Linked DNA regions of Mus musculus: regions 1 and 2 are each linked to region 3. The links are chromatin contacts, called in public promoter capture Hi-C maps. All regions are on one chromosome and are shown on one strand. Each heading gives the region's core, a stretch centred on a gene start, on an enhancer-like site or on the middle of the called end of the contact. The rest is flanking DNA. Distances are from core to core; before and after follow the strand shown. Region 1 overlaps Yeats2 (YEATS domain containing 2). Region 2 holds the start of Olfr167 (olfactory receptor 167). Region 3 holds the start of A930003A15Rik (RIKEN cDNA A930003A15 gene).

Region 1 (2,700 bases), core at 29-2,528, 310 kb before region 3:
GAATCTAGTCTCTGCAGTGTTAATCAAGTTTGGATACACAGAACGGCTCCATGAAAAAGGTAAAATAATGCTTTAAGAGATACGAGTCCTTAGGCAAATTGTATCTCACTTGATCCCTGCTCTGTCACTTGTCATAGAGACGGGGTAGGAAGGCAGCAAAGAGAGACAAAATAGGCCGTGACCTCTGAACTCCCGTGTCCCTGGAGTCCTAGGACATGGACAGCATTAAATAAGTGGGAGCACATCTCAGAGCTAAGGCCTATTAAAGAGTGGGAAGGCCACAGGTAAGGCTATGACACACACTCACCTTTGTGAAAGCCCCAAGTCCTCCAGTCACAGCTTTGGGGCTCTGCACTTTAGGGTGACTACCAATTGGGCAAAGAGGTGGCATAGATGCGAATAAAGACTCCTCCTGCTGTATGTAAAAACATTACTATATATTATATAACAGGCCCAAACGGATGCTTTCAGATACTCTAGCCACTTAGTACACTTAATACAGTAATATTATCTACTTAATACAAACCTACCACAGCCAGCAACACACACACACACACGACAAAACAAAAACCCACAATGCTAGAGATCTTCTAAGCTTCTATACATTTACTGTAATTTCCTTTTTAAAAGCAAATAAAAAATGAGGTATGCAATTCCATCTGAGCACCAGTAGTAACTCACTGCACAGGAGGCTGACAAAGGAGGACTGTTAGTTCAAGTCTAGCCTGGACTAAACACTGAAACCCTGCCTGAAAAATCAGGAAATCAGCTCAGCAAAAGGCTACTCACCTGTGTCCTGATGGATGTTACAGTCCTATAAGACAGGGTGTCAGGTAGACCAGGTTGGTTTCACTATCTAGCTAAAGAAAACCTTGAACTTCTGATGCTCCTGCCTCTACTTCTCGAGTGCTGGGATTACATGCTTACAACCTCACACTTGTTTTTATGTGGCATTGGGGACGGAACCCAAAGCTCTGTGCATGTAGGAGAAGCACTCTACCAGTGTTGTGTAGCAGTTTCTTGGAGACTGACATGCTCTATCTCCCAGGGAAGTTCCTTAAGGCAAAGGTAAACGTCTCAAAATAGCTGAGCAGATTCACGAGGGCCCCCCTCTCAGAGTAAGCAAGAAAGACAAGGCAAGCTGCAGGAAAGGCCCTGAGATCAGACCAGCAAGGAGGAGAAAAACCAGCAAGGCTGCCTGACTAACATAGTCACTAGGAAAGGATACTCTAACCTACTCCAGGTTTCCTTGCTTCTGTGAGTCAGCACCCTTCCTGGGCTGGGCCTTGGTGAAGCAGCTGTTTTTGAGTCATTTCTGCCCCTGTAAGTAACCCCTCACCCATACTCATGTAAGTAACCTCAATAAAAAACTCATTGGTTTACCACAGTGGACTTTGATCTGTTGTTGGTTCCCTATCTGGAGTGAATAGATATGAGCACTGCATCTCCCTAGGAAGTCTTTTCACACAACACCAACTGATCTTTATGTCCATTCCTAATATTTGATTCTTTATGTATGTCTGATCTTTTGCCAGATGGTAGAGGACAGGGGTTGTATTTGGCTTTATATTCCTAAAGCACAGGCACTAAGTAAGTTATTCTAACAAATAATGGTGATGTTTTAGAGTGTGTGTTTTTTTTCTTTTATACTCTCAACTTGTCTTGAAAAATTCACTCAGTATCTGGAATACAGATAAATGTAAAATGAGTTTCACATTTGGAAAATAAATTTTCCAAAGGAATAAAAAGGATAAGAAAACAATGCTCTAGGCCAAGGTAACCCTGTATCTCAGGAGGGGGAGACAGGACGGTCCCAAGCTCCAGCCTAGACTACAGTGAAAGCTTACCACAAAACAAGCAAACCATCAAAGGAAGGAAGTGGGAATAGAAAATGGAAAGCAACAGCAGAGTGAGATAAAAACCACTGACCTTTGTCTCCACCTCAAAAGACAAAAGCAGATCTCAGAGATAATGTGCCAAAATTGAACTTTAAGGAAAATAATTAAAGTTAAGACTACTACTTGCCTACGAAATGAAATGTCATCAACAAATACTAAAAAATAAATGGTAGAGGTAAGACTTTCAAGGGAGTTACTCCAAGAAAACCTCATTCTGATCAGAAAACCATCTGTGATCCCTGTCAACTAAGTTAGAGGAATGTTAACTGCTGGGGTGGGTACTCACTAAAGCAGATTTGCATCTCAGGGCCACTCAGACAGCAGTCTGCATCTGAAAGGCTTTCAAGTAAGATAACCATCTTGAGAAAACAGGAGCCAAACAGGGAAGTGCTTTGGCCAAATACTGAGCAGACTGTCTTGAGTATGTGAAGAAGTCGGATGCTGTATGGATAGGTGATATTCTGAACTACTCTCTATTTGAAGAGGTTAAGAATTACTTTTTTTTTTTTTTTTTTTTTTAAAGATTTATTTATTTATTATATGTAAGTACATTGTAGCTGTCTTCAGACACTCCAGAAGAGGGAGTCAGATCTCCTTACGGATGGTTGTGAGCCACCATGTGGTTGCTGGGATTTGAACTCTGGACCTTCGAAAGAGCAGTCAGGTGCTCTTACCCACTGAGCCATCTCACCAGCCCAAGAATTACTTTTAAATTAATTAACTAAGGCTGATGTGTGCAAAGGGGACAAGGTTTGCTCCTTGTACCATCAGAAACCATGCTGCCAGGCAAACATTTTTATAG
Region 2 (2,700 bases), core at 50-2,549, 370 kb after region 3:
TCAGAAATTCATTACCAGAATCTCTAATTCCCTTCTTAAAAGAATTGATATCTGTGTTATAGACTTAATAGCTCTCCTAAAGATGCCAATTTTTCTGATAATACCTACATTTTCCCAGTCATTTCTTACTTATTTTATGGATAGGTTTGTGTGTTTATATGTATATGTGTTTGTATATTCCTAAGTGCTATATCTTCCTCTTCAGTCTGCAGATTCCCAGGCTGATATTCTTTGGCTCTAGCACAGAGAAGCATATCACACACTCTCTGGGCCCAGTATGCTAAGCCTTCTGCTGGCAGCAACCTCTCTTGGAGGGGAGGGAACCACGCTCATGCTCATTCTGAAGACTCAGGATTTCTTTTCCCTCCCAGAATTTAGCACCTGAATGGAGTACATTAACAAGCCTGAAACAAACTCTGAAAGGTCCCGAGTCCTCTTTTATAGTAATTTCTCTGCTTTATATTATGTAATTTTAAATCTACAGCAGTCATTTCCTTATTATTTCAGTTAATTCTAAGATGAAAAAGTAATAAACGAATCTGCTTAGATTTCTACCTTATGTTCTAGATAAAAGAAAAAACATTAAGGAGTGAAGAAAAAAAGGGAAGTGCTCTGTGAGGTTCCAAGAAGGAGTTGACACACACTTGTTCCATTTGTGGGGTGGATATGTTGGGCGGATGTACACAAACAGGATCTAGTTAGATGTTCCAAATGTGCATGAAGAAGGAAAAGAAAATGACCTTGTGTGGTTGAAAATTGTCCATAAGTATTATTTATAGACTTTTAAAGAAATAACACTTGTATTTTATAAGATCTTTTTCATTAATGTGGAGCGTATGTATCAGAAAGAAAAAGAAATTTGAATGATATTATTAACTGTTCCATTTTTGTGTGTATCTTAGGGCCAGAGTATGACAGAAAGAGTCATCATGATTGGAAAAAAATTATTAAATTATGGGTATGTGTTTTAGATATTTAAATTGGTTCCAAACATGCAGTATGAAGTCGCATGTTCATAATATCTCATATTGTTAGGAATAAAATATCAATTTTTAATAAGGCCATTATGGAAATATTTGCATAGGTACTCAAATTTCATTAAGATATTTTGTGCATATACATTGGTTTTTCTCCCAACTTATGTATGAGACAGAAGATGAGTCAAAGTACACTGTGTATTTTTTGTTTAGCAGTTATGATTATTCTCAGTCTGGTGAAAATCATGAATTGAATAATTTTATTGTGTTTAATGAATTTACTGTTGCACATGTTTCTAAGAAAATGTAAATGAACACCAAATGGATAGTTATAATCAAACATTTACAGGTTTCATTTTATTGGGATTGTTCCCACCATCAAAAATAGGTCTGTTCCTCTTCATTCTCATTGTTCTCATCTTTCTGACAGCTTGGATTGGTAACCTGTCCATGATCCTCCTCATCCTCCTGGATTCACATCTCCACACACCCATGTATTTTTTACTTAGTCAGCTTTCTCTTATTGACTTAAATTACATCTCTACCATTGTCCCTAAAATGGTATCTGACTTTATGTTAGGTAATAAATACATCTCCTTCATTGGGTGTGGATTTCAGATTTTCCTCTTCTTGACTTTTGGGGGTGCAGAAACCCTTTTGTTGGCATCTATGGCCTATGACCGTTATGTGGCTATTTGTTTTCCTCTCCACTATGCCACACATATGAATAAAAGAGTCTGTGTGATGATGATAACAGGAGCTTGGATTCTGGGCTCCATTAATTCCTGTGCTCATACTGGATATGCACTCCAAATTCCTTACTGCAGATCCAGAGCCATCAACCATTTCTTCTGTGATGTCCCTGCCATGTTGACTCTGGCTTGCACAGACACATGGGTCTATGAGTATACAGTGTTTGTGAGTACAATCCTCTTTCTTGTGTTTCCATTCATTGGAATAGTGTGTTCCTATGGTCGTGTTTTCCTTGCTATCTACCGTATGCATTCTAGGGCGGGGAAGAAGAAGGCCTATTCTACCTGTAGCACTCACCTCACTGTTGTAACTTTCTACTACGCACCATTTGCTTACACCTATCTACGCCCAAGATCCCTCCGATCCCCAGAAGAGGACAAGATTCTTGCAGTCTTCTACACAGTTCTCACCCCAATGCTAAATCCTATCATCTATAGCCTGAGAAACAAAGAAGTGATTGGGGCCCTGAGAAGGATGACTCACAGAATTTGCTTTGCAAAAATATAGACAAGTTGCTTCCGTGAATCCAGAATTTATGCACAAGTATATACAGCATTAGTTTTCTCCAGTTAATAACAACTCAAATATCCCAAAAGATATTAGGATAATAAAGGTTAAGTACTCGGATCGATCTCTTAAGTAAAAATTAGGGAGAAAAATGTCATTCTTTTTTCTTTGTCTCTCACTAATTTTATTCTTGAGATTATAATATAATTACATTTTTCCCTTACCTTTCTCCCTCCAACCACCCTGTATATCTCTTCCCACTTTCCTCGAAATTCATGGCCTATTTTCAGTAATTGTTTTTGCAGGCATATACATGTATGCCCATAACCTGTTTTGTCGACATAATTTCATTTGCATGTATGTTTTCAGGTCTTATAATTTGGCAATAGACAAACAAGTGGCTGTGCTCTTTGTTGAGGGAAGGCCATCTTTCCCAGATTTGCTTTCTTCAGTTGCCTAAAGA
Region 3 (2,700 bases), core at 34-2,533:
CAATCAGTTTAAAGGGTGTATTGTTCTGCCAATCATATTGTGCCTAGTTGCTGATGCTCTATTCCGCCCCTGGAAACTGTATAAAAAACTTTCTGAATGGGCTGCCGGGGGTCACCACCTCTCCTTTGGATCTGGGACAAGCCCAGTGTGCTGGAACAATAAATTCCTCTTGTTTTTTTCATTGATTCCTGGCTCTGAGTGGTTCACTCAGAGGGTCCCCTGTAAGCTAAGGCTCCCCAGAGTCTTACAATAACACTCAAAAAGAATAAGCAGAAGAAAATAATCAAACTCAGGGATGAAATCAATTAATTAGAAACAACAACTAAAAAAAAATTACAAAGACTCAATGAAGTGACAAGTTAGTTCTTTGAGAAAATTAACAAACTTTTAGGCAAATTAACCTAAACCTGAATAGCAGGCAATAGGGCGAGAAGAACTCAAATACCCATCTTTGAAAGAAACACATCTCTAAAATTGCACGTGTAGATAAACAGGCCTCGCACTCATGAAGGAAAGAAAAATGTATGTTCAACAGTATTTTTTATTTTCTTATTTTATAAACATTATTATTAAAAAGCTTGTAAATAAATAAAACCACCACAAAACATTAATTATTTTAATATGAACCCAATGCAGTCTAGCTGCTTCCTTGCACTGCTATGGCTTAACAGTGTCTGTGCGAGACGGAGACAGGATAGTTTAAAGTTTTCTGAGGTTTCCCCTGCCTGTCGGAGCTGAATACTCTTCGTCTTATCTTGAAAAGGCAAACATTTACAAAGCTATCCTAGGAAACGCTTGGCAAGCTGTCCAGTTAAATTATAAAACACCATTGTTTAGTGAAGAAAAATGACTAACGGCTACACATATCTGAGTCTATAAATGTGGTTAAGCTGCAATAGAAACAATTTTTTTCAGAGATCACAGAACCTAGAGACCACCCAGAGGTGTCACATAGGCAGAGCCTTTAGACATTTATGTATGTTTCACTTAACTATTTTGTTTTCTGTTTCATGCTGTAATCTTTACGTTCTAGAACACAACATTAATCACATTAAAAACAAAATAAAATGTATCAGGAAAAGGCAGCCTATTTCCTGTGTCTTTGCCCAGGGTAGCTCTGCAACATGAAGCCATTTTTCTTGTTCTAGTGCAGCTCTTGCGTACCACAGCAAGACAGAGCATTCTTCACTAGGAAACTGATGTCATACTTGCAGCTGTTTCTCTGGAGCAGCTGGGGCTTTTGAGCCGTTTACCGTTTGCTGTGTCAGCCTGGGGCCTCCTTAGATGGTAAATTCCCTTAGCAGCAGGCAGCAGTGCTAAGTTGGCTTCTGCTTTGGCAGCCTGGAGAGCTTGGAAGAAAAGCCGAGTTAAACTGACCTGACAGAATAGTCTTCCAAAGAATATCTTTTCATAATTTTATCCATGTTTTAAAATTGAATTTAATAATTTTAATCGTTTTAATAATTTAACCGATGGCTTATCTCATAATGCGATGCTGTCTTCACCCCTCAGCACCCCTTCTGTTTCAAAATGAGTTCTGGAAGTCTGTGGAAGCCTAATCTGTCAGCACTCACTAATCCCCAGGATCAGCTCTCACAAAGAAGAAACCTTGAGTGATCTTCAGGGAGATTAGGTAGGAGGAGGTTTAACTATACCAATGCAGCCAGTACCTAGAGCAGGATGGAGGCCAGAGAAGATGGTGACCTTGCGTCCTGGAACTCCATCTCTGTTCTGTGCAGGCAATGCGAGGACCCAGACCCCAGATACTCACCATACATGGTGGTGCGGATAGCAGAGGCAGAGATGAGGGCCTATCATCGTTTCTTGGGGAGCTGCACCAGCCTGGAATACAGAGCAAATAAAGGTAATGCTGTGTTTGCATTTTTCCCCATTTATCCTCATTGCTACTACAATCATGGCTTAACTAAGAAATTTCAGAATTAAATTTAAAGATTTTTTTTTTTACAACTATGTTTTCTTGTTAAAAAGAGTTTTAAAGAAGCACCAATTAGCTATTATAATCCTGGAAGTAGTCATTTATTGAGATAGATTCACAATAAAAATAGATGATCAGCTGAAAGAACCAGGTGATGAGATAGCATGTTGCAGCCGAGAAGGCTTATTTTCAAAGCACAGATGTGTGTGTAGATCTATATGCATATTGAATATCACCGACCAATGTGATAACTAGTTCATCATGGTAAAAGGATAGCATTTTTAATTTTTTTGTTCAGGTACACTTTCTATTTAAAAAGAAATGTATTGCTCTTATATAATGAAAGTAAGAATACACATGATTAAGTTGACGGGCTGAAGGAAAGTGTTGAGTCTGGAGGATTCTTGTTAGACATGTGATCTAGTAACACATTGATGCGGTGAGTGGGAAGGGTAGCACTTCTCCTGCGTGGGCTCTGAGGAGTCCTCTCTGTCTCTCTCAAGGACTTGGAAGCTAGCAAGGCAGATGCTGTTAACTGTAGTACTTGCTTGCTTTCAGGGGTTCTGCTCTGTGGAAGGCCTGCCTGCTGCTCCTGTGGACAGGAGAGCTTTCCTGTGAGCCCCTTGGAGGGCTTCCCTGCTAGGAGGCTTTTTTTTTTTCTCTGAAAATGTTTATGTTACATTTATTCTTCTTTGGTCATGGATTAAACCCAGTGCCTCTGTTGCTCTAGTCTTCTTCTTCTTCTTCTTCTTCTTCTTCTTCTT

Evidence for each region. Promoter capture Hi-C pulls out the DNA fragments that hold promoters and counts their contacts.
Region 1: a contact with region 3 is called in a promoter capture Hi-C map of the HPC-7 cell line. The contact joins the enhancer-like site here to the promoter of A930003A15Rik in region 3. A contact is called at or near these places in 8 of 39 promoter capture datasets (the C10 cell line, the HPC-7 cell line, liver and 3 more), 1 of 15 datasets of contacts at CTCF or cohesin (large pre-B cells), 1 of 484 Hi-C or Micro-C datasets (cardiomyocytes) and 2 of 9 other capture datasets (adipose tissue and liver).
Region 2: a contact with region 3 is called in a promoter capture Hi-C map of stem cell-derived epiblast-like cells, with 2.2 times the contacts expected there. The contact joins the promoter of Olfr167 here to the promoter of A930003A15Rik in region 3.

Annotation. Positions count from the first base shown.
Region 1 is chr16:20,190,874-20,193,573 of GRCm38.p6, reverse strand. It overlaps Yeats2 (YEATS domain containing 2), which reads right to left. Exons shown (of 31, transcript NM_001145930.1): 14 at 308-415. Among named protein-coding and RNA genes, the nearest start is that of Gm41431, 44 kb to the left of the region's middle. Within about 2 kb of position 1,278, at least 52 of the 459 cell types and tissues checked have an H3K27ac peak or open chromatin away from gene starts, as enhancers often do. A contact at or near this core is called in the HPC-7 cell line, where this site is marked.
Region 2 is chr16:19,514,233-19,516,932 of GRCm38.p6, reverse strand. Olfr167 (olfactory receptor 167) reads left to right here and starts at 1,299. Exons shown (of 1, transcript NM_146935.1): 1 at 1,299-2,237. The coding sequence starts at 1,299. The coding sequence ends at 2,237.
Region 3 is chr16:19,882,857-19,885,556 of GRCm38.p6, reverse strand. It overlaps A930003A15Rik (RIKEN cDNA A930003A15 gene), which reads left to right and starts at 1,283. Exons shown (of 3, transcript NR_027896.1): 1 at 1,283-1,633; 2 at 1,740-1,864.